2 separate regions of the Mus musculus genome follow, and region 2 is linked to region 1. Evidence: chromatin contacts called from public Hi-C data. All regions are on one chromosome and are shown on one strand. Each heading gives the region's core, a stretch centred on a gene start, on an enhancer-like site or on the middle of the called end of the contact. The rest is flanking DNA. Distances are from core to core; before and after follow the strand shown. Region 1 overlaps Gm12022 (predicted gene 12022). Region 2 overlaps Meis1 (Meis homeobox 1).

Region 1 (5,212 bases), core at 837-3,336:
CCATTGCTTATGGCCCCATCTTAAGGGTAGATATTGGTGCAGCATCTCATGGCCAAGATGTGAAGGGGAAGAGAGAGGGGTCAGGATCCTAACATCACCTTCAAGAGCATGCCTGTGCAACTGAAGAACATCTAGAATGTCCTTCCTCATAAAGTTTCCACTCTTTCCCAGGAGTGCCACACAATGGTGCAAACCCTCAACATATGAGTCTGTAGAAATATCGAAGAGACATATAGGACCAAAGATATTGCTTTTGTATTGTTTAAATATTTCAGAATATCACTGAAAAGTATTTGTCCCTTACAGGTGGTTTTTCTAAAGGTACATACAAATATCAATGTTCACCTATTGGAGAACTCTTATGCTTTATTTAGTTGATTTTAAATCAGTCAGCATTGTACTCAACCACACTCTAAGAAATAATCTGCATAAAAGCGCAGGTTCAAAGTATCTTTTAAGTTTTTCTACTGCTAAGCACACACACACACAGAGAAAGAGACAGACAGACAGACAGACAGACAGACAGAGACAAACAGAGACAGAGACAGACACAGAGAAAGAGAGTATGGAGGACAAAATTCAAAGCAAACCTCTTTGGTGTGCCTTTAAATGCACATGTAAATTAGAACTACTCATAACATTATAACCTATGTTCTATCTCTGGACTCTGACTTTGCTTATTTGTCTTAAATCATTCGCCCCTTTCCAAACGAAATGGCCCAGCCCATGTATAAAATTCCAGGATGAAAATATAGAAGCAACAAAACGTTGGTAGTTATTGCTAATGAAAGGAATATAAAGTTTATTTCAGGACTTGCCTTTTCCCCCTAATGATATTGCTCTGCTCCCAGCTCAAAGGAGGTGAGGCAGGTTACACCCTTGGGATGCTTGTTAGGCACGAAAAACAGAGTAGAAGAAGTCTAAGTTTTGAAACCACACTGAAATCGTTGGGCTCTGCTTGCCAGCACTACTCCCCTCCTAGCCGGCTGCTGTAGACTGCTCTTTCCAACTGATCAGAGTTCACAGTTGTCTTTTGTTGCATCTCAGACATCTCCATCCACGGGGATGTGTCTGTGACAGAGTAACCTACAGAACCCCTACCCCTTCAAAACTGTTTCCCATTGCATGCCAGCCAGCTTTATCGAAGGCTGTCATTTTCTTTGTGGTCTACACATTAAAATCACAAAGGTTGCTTTTAAAACATGCCCAAGCCTGAGTCCTAACCATATTGACTCCTAATTTAATTGCTCTGTGGTAGAACTCAGGCAGTGGAATTTTTAAACACTTCATTAAAGGTTTCCTTTGGGCAGCCAGATTGATGGTTTTATTTCTTTCTCCATTGTGACAGTTGTTGAATACCTTAAAAACGACCAGATAGCCCCAATAATTTTTGAGTTCAGGTATGTGTCTTGCATAACACGGAGCTAACCCTCAGCCTAGTTATTTCTGTCATAACCTTTGACTAAACATGAAGAAGAGAGGAGATGGGAGGCTTCCTTTTCCAGGCTCAGCTCTTTGGTGTTGGCAAGGTTCTCCGAGAGAACTGGCTTCCCAGGATGTACATAACGCAATGCAACACGGGCCCTGACATCCATCAAACTGTGTCTTTCCTTTTCTTAGCTCCATGAGGCAAAGAACCGGGTCTGTTGCAAGTTTCTTGGATTCACCTTCCTTTGTTCTTGATGAATGATGAACTCTGAGTTTCCAGTATTTGATTTGTAACAGTGTTTTGTTGTTGTTATTGTTGTTTTGTTTTTAACAAAAGCATATCCCCCTATCACACTTTAGAAAAAAGAAGCTATAAAACAGTGGAGGTCACACACATTTTAACTTTTTTTTTTTAATTTGGTTTGGAATGACTCCTTTTTATTTTTTCTTCTTCCCTAGCAATGTGGTCTGTATCAAGTTTCATATCAAGAAATATGAAGTCGCTGATAGCCTGTTGCTAAGATGAAGTCAGGCCTTCCCACCTCTTCCTCCTTCTGGTTTCCTTCCCTGAAACGTGGGTTCTTGACAGCTTGTTGTTGGGCAGGGCATTAGCCTTTTGTAATTTATTGCTTTTAGATTAAATCTGGGGAAACTCGATATTGCAGTTGAGTGATTAGAGCAATACCCCTTGGAGTAATAAATTTTCTTTGGTGCTGCACATCTCCAGATCATGTTTCCTTTCTAATTACATTTACATAAATGATATTCTGTAAAATTAAATTAACATTCAAACGGTTACCCTGACAGGGAGAGACAAAAATTAGTTACCAAGTTGTGTCTTTAAAAAAAAATGTCTAGTTTTTTTCATAATATGAATCACTACCCTCTTGCAAGTGCCAGCCTTCAACAAAATGCCCCTTCCAGACTGCACGGGGGTGCTTCTCAGCAGCGAATGGAAATGCTTTGTTTCTTTCCTGAAGAATTAGACCATCGGAGACTACAGTGGCTTTTCTGAACTCAGCCGCTAATTAATTGCTAATATTTCTTCAGGCTTCTAGCTTTGAAATTCTGCAGTGATCCTGGACACTCTCAGATTGAATATGAGCATAGCTATGCATGCCGACCCATGTTTTTCTCACCATCCCCTCCTCCAGTGTAGCTGCTTCCTACTTAGGATTCCCTTTAGAAATACTTGAGTTCCTCAAGCAGCAGCATCAGGAACTCAGTGACTGGCTTGTCAAGGGTGAGAGTGCCACCTCTGCTGTGCCTGTATTACCTTAAGACAAATGGCAGGACGGCCTCCACCGTATTTTTAAGTAAAGCCAATCAGTTCCTTTTGTGATTATAATTTTTATATAAAATATGCTTTCATTGACATAAGTCAGATATCCACAGAGAGGCTATCCCAGGAACCTTATCTGTCACATCCCTGAGCAAGTCAGGCTTATTGCCTGTGTTGGTTGACTTGCCTCCACCTGACAGGGATCACTTTAATAAACCAGTGAGCTAGGAAAGAAATGCCTGCAAACCTGTTCATGCAGAGTGGTAGGAGGATAATCAGAGACATATTTCTATGTCCAGACACTTTCTTTTCCATTCAAAAAGCATGGTTCCCAATTACATAGATCTGCTGACACACTCACCACAGGCCCAAACAGGGATCTTTGTGTCCATGTGGAAATGCTTGATGGAACACAGCTGTCAAGAGTCCACTCTCAAAACAACCTGTCAGGAACACTGGTTTCCTCAGATGAGAATAAAAGCCAACATCTCTCTTGAGAGAAGTAGACACAGCATATCCAGGCAAGACTGTTCTTAGCTCAGGGACTTACCCAATATCTCAGATTCTCTTGTCTCTTGAGCAGGCCTTCACTTAGGTTTCAATTATTCATTGATCGTCTCTGTGTTGTACATCTGCAAAGGCAAAAGGAGAAGCTAAAATGAAGGAACGGAACAAAATCTCAGTCCATCTAAAGCTGCACATTCTTTATACTCCTGTCCATGTATGTTGTTCTTGAGTTTTCTATGTATAGTATATGTATATAATACATAATATATGTATATTATGTATAGTATATGTATTACTATGCATAATGCATTTATTTATATGCATATGTATGTATAGTATATGTAGTGTATACTATATGTATTCATTCATGTATATGTATGTTATATATTATATGTATGTATATTTTGTATAGTATGTGTATATATTATACATATTATATATACACATATATTTATGTATATTATACATATAATATACATAGTATACATATATTATGTATTCTTTTTTATATATCCCTTCTTTGTCAGTTACCCTCTTTCTTGCCTGTGACTCACTGTGAGCATCTGATGCCTCTGGGGCTTTTTGTGTAGTCCTTTTCCCCACAGGCAGAATATGGAGACACCAAGCATCCTGGCACTTTAGGCGGAGTGCTGGGTATAATTCTCAGCTCCTGGTCCTGTCTGACAGTCTCTGTTGGAAGCTTCTGTCAGTGGATAGATACCCAAATCACCGATTCACTGACCTGAGTTGAACAAATGGGAGTATTGCTCCTCAGCTACTTGGGAAGCACTATGGAAATTGGTCACTGGAACTCATCATTGCTTGTGACTTATACACCATGGAAAGTTAGAGGCATTTATGAATGGGTACTAGATGCCTTCCTTGCAGAGGTGTTAATGTCAGACAGAGCTGAGTGCAGTAAAAGTGAACCTTGAGAATAGAAAATAATAAAAGAGGTATACAGATGCTGATTACTGTTAGAAGGCTCATACATGGTTTCCAAATGGAATTTTACATAGAGTACTATATATAAACAGAGGTGAAGCTGCCCTCCTCAGTGTCACTCCATCCCAAGAGCCTCAAGCTACTTCCTGTTCAGAGCCAGGTTGGAATATACAAGTATCAGCCATAGGGTGTCACATTAGCAGGTCTGAAAAATAGACTAGTTTTATCCCTTAGGTCTTGACATTTTATTTCCAAAGGTGGTGACAGCAGCTAGATCTGTGCCACAGTGGTTATTGGGCTCTCAGAATCAACATCAGGTGGTTTACAACTGTCTGTATTGCTAGCGCCAGGAGACCTGGCCCCTTCTTCTGGCCTAGGGGGAAAACCCATGGTATATACTCACACAGGCATACATATGTACTTGAATACGTTTTTAAAGTGGTAATGCTCAGAAAGGCTGTCTGGGCCCTCCAGTCATTTTCTCCATGTTGTAGTCGCATAGATTCTTCCAAGCAATGCTCTGCTCATTCCTTGGCTATTCTGCTCAATATTTTAGACATAGGGAATGACAACCACTACCGGGGACATACTTAGACACAAGAATAGCAATTACACTTTAAAATGCATAAAATTACTTTAAAGTTCCTTGGTAAGTTGAAGAAAAGGTAAAACGCAAGGGTAGTCAATCAGCCTGCTTAGAAGCAGGGGCTTTATCTAGTGGACAATCATGACAAACAGAGATACACAGGTAGAGGCAAAGGATAGGAGATTTGGCACTGATCCAGGAGTCAAAGTTGATCCATAAAATTCTTACTAAATATGTTATTGAGAAAGGTACATATGCATTCCCACTAAGTCTATTATGAAAGTCAGAGATAATTATCTGGAGCTGTGTGGGAGGGTGGGCAGGACACTGGTTTCTGAGCCGAAAGTAGCTGAAATTCTTCTAAAGTCTACAACTTATTGGTCAGTCTTTTCATGTGAATAGATACTTCATCTCTGGGTCGCAGTCTCCTCAAGAGGAGTCAGAAGCAGCACTTGTCCTTTTCA
Region 2 (5,212 bases), core at 1,052-3,551, 400 kb before region 1:
GACAGACTCTTAGGGAAGATGTTTAGTGCTGTGTTGGCTTCCAGGAGAGGCTATGCATTGATTTGGTGGGATGTTCTAGACATCCATGTTAATGGCCAAGCTAAATGATTAAGCACTTCCTAAACGTGATTTACCATTTTTGGTGCCACGGGCTGAATGGTCATGAATTGGTGACCTGAGCTGGTTATTTTGTGTTGGTCTTTGGAAGCCTACGTGATTCAGTATGGAGGAGACCTATGTGGGAATATGGAAAACCTGAGTTACAGATTTTTTTTTTTGAGCAGCCTCCTCTTTACATACCCAAGCTGGGCAGCCATAGACATTCTCCATTTTTAAGGTGTTCGTTGTCATGCTTACTCCTTGTCTGAAACTACGTGTGTGGACACAAATGGCTGCTGTAGTCCCAACCTTAGAAAGGAAAGAAATCATGGCCATTCCCTAAGTTTTGTGTCATCAACGAAGTCTTAGCATCTTTTTGGTAGCACATGCCTGGAAATAAGTCATTCAGTTTCTTGAGCCTTGTTAAAAATTGTCCTCATTGTACACACCTTTAATCCCAGCACGTGGGAGGCAGAGGCAGGTGGATCTTTTGTGAGTTCTAAACCAGCACAGTCTACAGAGTGAGTTCCAAGACAACCAGGGCTACACAGAGAAACCCTGTCTCAACGAATCAAATCAAAACAACAACAAAAAAATCACTTTCCCTACCCATAAAATGTCTTTACAAAGAATTAAACAGAAAGTGAGCAGACTAAGTTTCTCCTGTCAGCCGAGATTACATAAAGAACTACGCAGACGGAGAATTCTTTGGCTGCTCAGTTTGGGTGTGTAATGATGAGGCTGCTCTCTTACCTGTAAGTTACTATGAAAATTACTTTTGGTATATGCAGAATATTAATATTAAATAATTTTCTAATTGGTCATGCAGTACAGGCAGCTAATGAAACGGCAGATTTTTTTCCATTTTAATTGGTTATTTCACATGGTGTTTGTGCTACACCTGTGCTTATAATGAGAGCGGAGAATTAGTCTAACCTTCTGCTCACATGATTCCAATTTTCATGGCTTATATAAGATAACGATAACCTGATTTGCAACACAATTTGTTGTAGATCCTGTGTTTTAAATATTTTTATTAGCAGTTCAGGGACTTCATTCGTAGAAACTGGAACAGTTTATGTAGCCTCTACAGGTCTGCACCCACACTGACCCTTTTAGTCAGAAACCACTTCCGTCATTTCCCTTAATTGCTTCTCAGAGGGGACACAAGCAGGTACAGGATATTGAGAATCTTAAAATGTTATGAAGCATGTATTTTTATTTTAAAGACACATCTTTGACTGTTTAATGATTTGGAGTCCCAGAACTGCTTTCTTTGCTCAAATAGACACATGTACAAACTAAAATTTATATCAGACTGTAAACCCTTCAATTATTAATAGGGTAGTATTGAACTTTTTATCACATTTCTGATGTCCTGCTCAGAGTTGGGTTGAGAACTTTAGTAACCCAACACATACTCTGCATTTTCTGGATTTGACAAACAATTCTTATAACCCAGGACAAAAAGCTTAAGAGCTAAATATCTTGTGGAGATGGTTTCAGAGTTAACAGGGTTTTTAAAATTTTGTTTTATTTTGTTTTTATTTGTTTGTTTTGTTTTATTTCAGTGACTTTATATTTTTTGAAGGAGCTATAAAACAACTTGTACCAAACAATCTTTTAAATTAATATAGAGTGACTTTAATATCTTAGTAAGATGTTTATAAATTTTCAGTAGTAGCGGAAGAAAGCAAAATTATAAATTCAATTGCTGTATAGATGTGACCTTGTCTTGACTTCGGATTTTGCATAAAGAGAAAAAAAAGTCACCCCAAGAAATCTCTCCAAGGAATGAATTTCTTTAAAGTCCCCAGAAGTGTGAGTTAATAGTGATAAACTCCAGACATTCTTTCAATTGATGGTGTGCTGCCAACCGGGCTCGTTATCTTAGGGGTGGACATAAGGATGAAACTAGGTTTGCAAAAGGTAGGGGAGGTTTGGATAAAACACACTGTGAAAAAGAAGTCAGAAAGTGTAAGATTGAAATGTCAGTAATTGGGAGGGAGCAGATGTCCTCAGAGCTTCTCCTCTGTGTCTCCTCCGACTCCCACCCGGCCTTTTGAAAAGAGTGGTGGCTAGCATTGTTTCCTGAAAACTCTGCTAATTCCCCCATGAAAAGATGAAATGGAAGTGTCCAACTGTGGTAAAACAGGCAAACATAAATCAACTCAGAAACCCAAGCCTTGTACTCAAAGGTCACGGGGTTGTAGGTTTTGCCGCATGTGAAGCTGTCCGCGAGGGAGAGAAAGGAGGCTGGGCTGAGCTTGCCAGGGCCCTGCTCTTCTTTCTGTGATTCATTTCTTCCTCTACCTTTTGTTTATGTTTTTATGCAATAATGATATGCTTTGCTTTCTTGGTTACAGGTTTATTAATGCCCGGAGAAGAATAGTGCAGCCCATGATAGACCAGTCCAACCGAGCAGGCAAGTCCCCTCTAGTGACTGTATTCAAGTCAGGCAAGCGAAAAGCATCCTCAAGCCATTCACCAGGAGGGCTGCTGCCTGGTAAATGAACTGGGAGTGAGTACTACGAGTGCCTGGCTTTAGAAATGAAACCAGTTTGGTTTTGTAACCACACTAATCAATTTAACATCATTATAAAACATTTGAAGAAGGTAGAGAATAAAAAGCCATAGGAGAAAAGTAACTCTTAAACCTCCAAGTGCTCAGCTACAACCTTCTTTGTAAACATTCAATATATTAATGTTATTTTTCCCCCAAGTTTGCCTACCCAGCTTTCTGCCACTATGACCACTCCCTGGTGCATGGCTTGGTGTGGAATTGCTGTAAACTTTATTACCTGTCAAAAGGGCAAAGGGGTCGGGATCACTTGTGGGACTCAGTAAAGTTCAAAGACATTCAGTGAGGTAGAGCTTTTGTGTGCTTTAATAACCCAAGGCAGCTCACTTCTGAAACAGCTTTTCATGTACAGTTAAAACACAGGATTTGGTTAGTGATATAAATACACGGCTCTTATTCTCATGCCTCGCTCATTAGTATCTGTCTTCTGGTGCTCGCAGTTTAAAAAAAAAATAACACCTTTTCGTGTTTGTTTGTTTTTCAGTCATGAGCCCTAGGATTTGTTTTGTATTATAACATGGTAGCAAAGGCAGCGACCAAATTATACCTGGGGTGATGCTGCAGGGTTGAACCCTGCCTCTGAAATACCACTCTGCTCTCAGCTCCATCAAAGCTCTGTTGGCACCACACTGGGCCCATACCCAGTTAGTCAGGTTCCAGTGTCTTCTTTTCTTAAAATGCCCATGATGGAACCAGCAGACAAACCTCCCCACCATGAATTTCGTGGCTAGCCTGTTCCTTGAACACAGATAACACTTGAAACTGTAGTCTCCCAGGTATATAGAACTGGCCTGAGAGAAAGAATTAACTTTGGTTAAAAAAAAAAAACAAAACAACAACAATAACAACAACAAAAAAAAACCACATGTAATCTGCTTGGTATGTTCTCTGTGCCCCCTCCCCTCTCCTAGCTCTCTCCCCTCCCCCGTTATTAAGAAGTTGTGCTGTGTACTTTTGTAGTCAGCCAAGGGACACCTTATAACCCTGATGGACAGCCAATGGGAGGTTTTGTAATGGACGGTCAGCAGCACATGGGCATCAGAGCGCCAGGTAAGACTTTTTTTTTTTTTGGTATGGTACTTTTTCACGTTTAACTCCAGAAGTGTTACCCTCCCCAAGTCCCTGTCAGGGCAGGTAAAGAAGTCCACCCTCTGCTTTCTCCAGCTGCCTGCCTCGCCTTGCCTACCATCTGTGCATCTAAGACCTCAAAGGGGAAGCCAGGACCTTTATGTGTGCAATATCTTACTGCCTCTCAGCCACCTAGAACCTGTGGTTTTTTTAAAGGGTCTTTTGGCACTATCTGTTGACTTTGCTCATCTTCTGGCCTCTTCTTGGATTTTTATCTCCCTTCTAGGACCTATGAGTGGAATGGGCATGAATATGGGCATGGAGGGGCAGTGGCACTACATGTAACCTTCATCTAGTTAACCAATCGAAAGCCAGGGGGAAGTAAGTACAAACGGGGCCTTTGTCTTCACTTTGTCCTAGGAACATTCTCCTTCTGCGTCCTCTCATGTTCTCCTTGCCCATAGCTTCATGCTTCTTTCTTCCTTTCCATTAAAGCCTTATTTCTTGCTCCTTTCATTTTTTTTCTCTCGTTGGTTTTGATCAAGGTTTTAGGCTGATAAATTCTGTGTATGATATACATTTATCCTGTGTGTTGCTATTGTACAGTACTGACCACATGACAAAACAAGAAACAGTCAGGAGGTGGGGGAGTGGGTTGTCATAGCAACAGACTGATTTGCAAAATGTAAGCAGTCTGCAGCAGTGCAAGGAGAGGAAAGAGCATGTCCCCAAAGTGCCATAAATCTGTCTAACCGCAGTTGATGCATGAGTTACATTTCTACACTAACCTGCAAGACACCAAAAAGCCAAACAGAGAACTTCTTTTAGGTAAAATAAACACAGCTTTACTTAGGGTAAGTAAAGGCATATTTTGAGCTTCAGACAACTAAACTTTGATTTTTTTTTCCCTTAGTTTGTTCCTTTGTCTGTCCATCATAATGGGATTACGTGTGGCAATGGAAAAAGGGAGAATACAAAATAGAGGTGTGCACAGCAGGCTTCAGGGCTTAGCCCAGGCTAATTGACTATATCCAAATTAAGTATGCCATCACTTGCAGTGTGACAAATGGATTTGACTTATTCAGTATACAAAAATAGAGATCATTAATGCAATCTTCAGTGGCAGGCCTAGTGCAGTGAGCCTAGGAAAACTGTCCCAGATTCTCACTCTGTCATTTTCTCTCCTAAAAGGACACCCCAGAAATTTGAGTTCAAACAAGCAAAACTGTTTTGAACTCCAAAGCCCTAGTTCATTTCCTAAATTGCCCTTAACAGCATCTCTCTAGCGTTCCTTTTTGGAATTAAGAGCCATGATTTCAGAGTCTTGGATGTGCCCCTGATTATATTAACACACTATTTAAAATTCTTGCTGAGGCCAAGGGTAACACATGCTGGTCTTCTTCTGTGGGTGGGAGTCCAATATAAGTTTAACAATTCACTCTGAAAGCATTCCATTGAGCTTGG

The links. Hi-C and Micro-C count contacts between places; a contact is called where the count stands out from the background.
Region 2: a contact with region 1 is called in a Hi-C map of the N1E-115 cell line, with 9 times the contacts expected there. The contact joins two enhancer-like sites. A contact is called at or near these places in 1 of 39 promoter capture datasets (the 3T3-L1 cell line), 8 of 484 Hi-C or Micro-C datasets (the 3T3-L1 cell line, the N1E-115 cell line, adipose-derived mesenchymal stem cells and 3 more) and 3 of 115 datasets of contacts at active chromatin or transcription factors (the NIH/3T3 cell line, differentiating embryonic stem cells and stem cell-derived neural progenitor cells).

Annotation. Positions count from the first base shown.
Region 1 is chr11:18,486,870-18,492,081 of GRCm38.p6, reverse strand. All of the region lies in intron 1 of Gm12022 (predicted gene 12022), which reads left to right. Among named protein-coding and RNA genes, the nearest start is that of Gm12022, 3.8 kb to the left of the region's middle. Within about 2 kb of position 2,086, at least 2 of the 459 cell types and tissues checked have an H3K27ac peak or open chromatin away from gene starts, as enhancers often do. A contact at or near this core is called in the N1E-115 cell line, where this site is marked.
Region 2 is chr11:18,882,905-18,888,116 of GRCm38.p6, reverse strand. It overlaps Meis1 (Meis homeobox 1), which reads left to right. Exons shown (of 12, transcript NM_010789.3): 10 at 2,466-2,524; 11 at 3,641-3,730. Among named protein-coding and RNA genes, the nearest start is that of 8430419K02Rik, 7.9 kb to the right of the region's middle. Within about 2 kb of position 2,301, at least 57 of the 459 cell types and tissues checked have an H3K27ac peak or open chromatin away from gene starts, as enhancers often do. A contact at or near this core is called in the N1E-115 cell line, where this site is marked.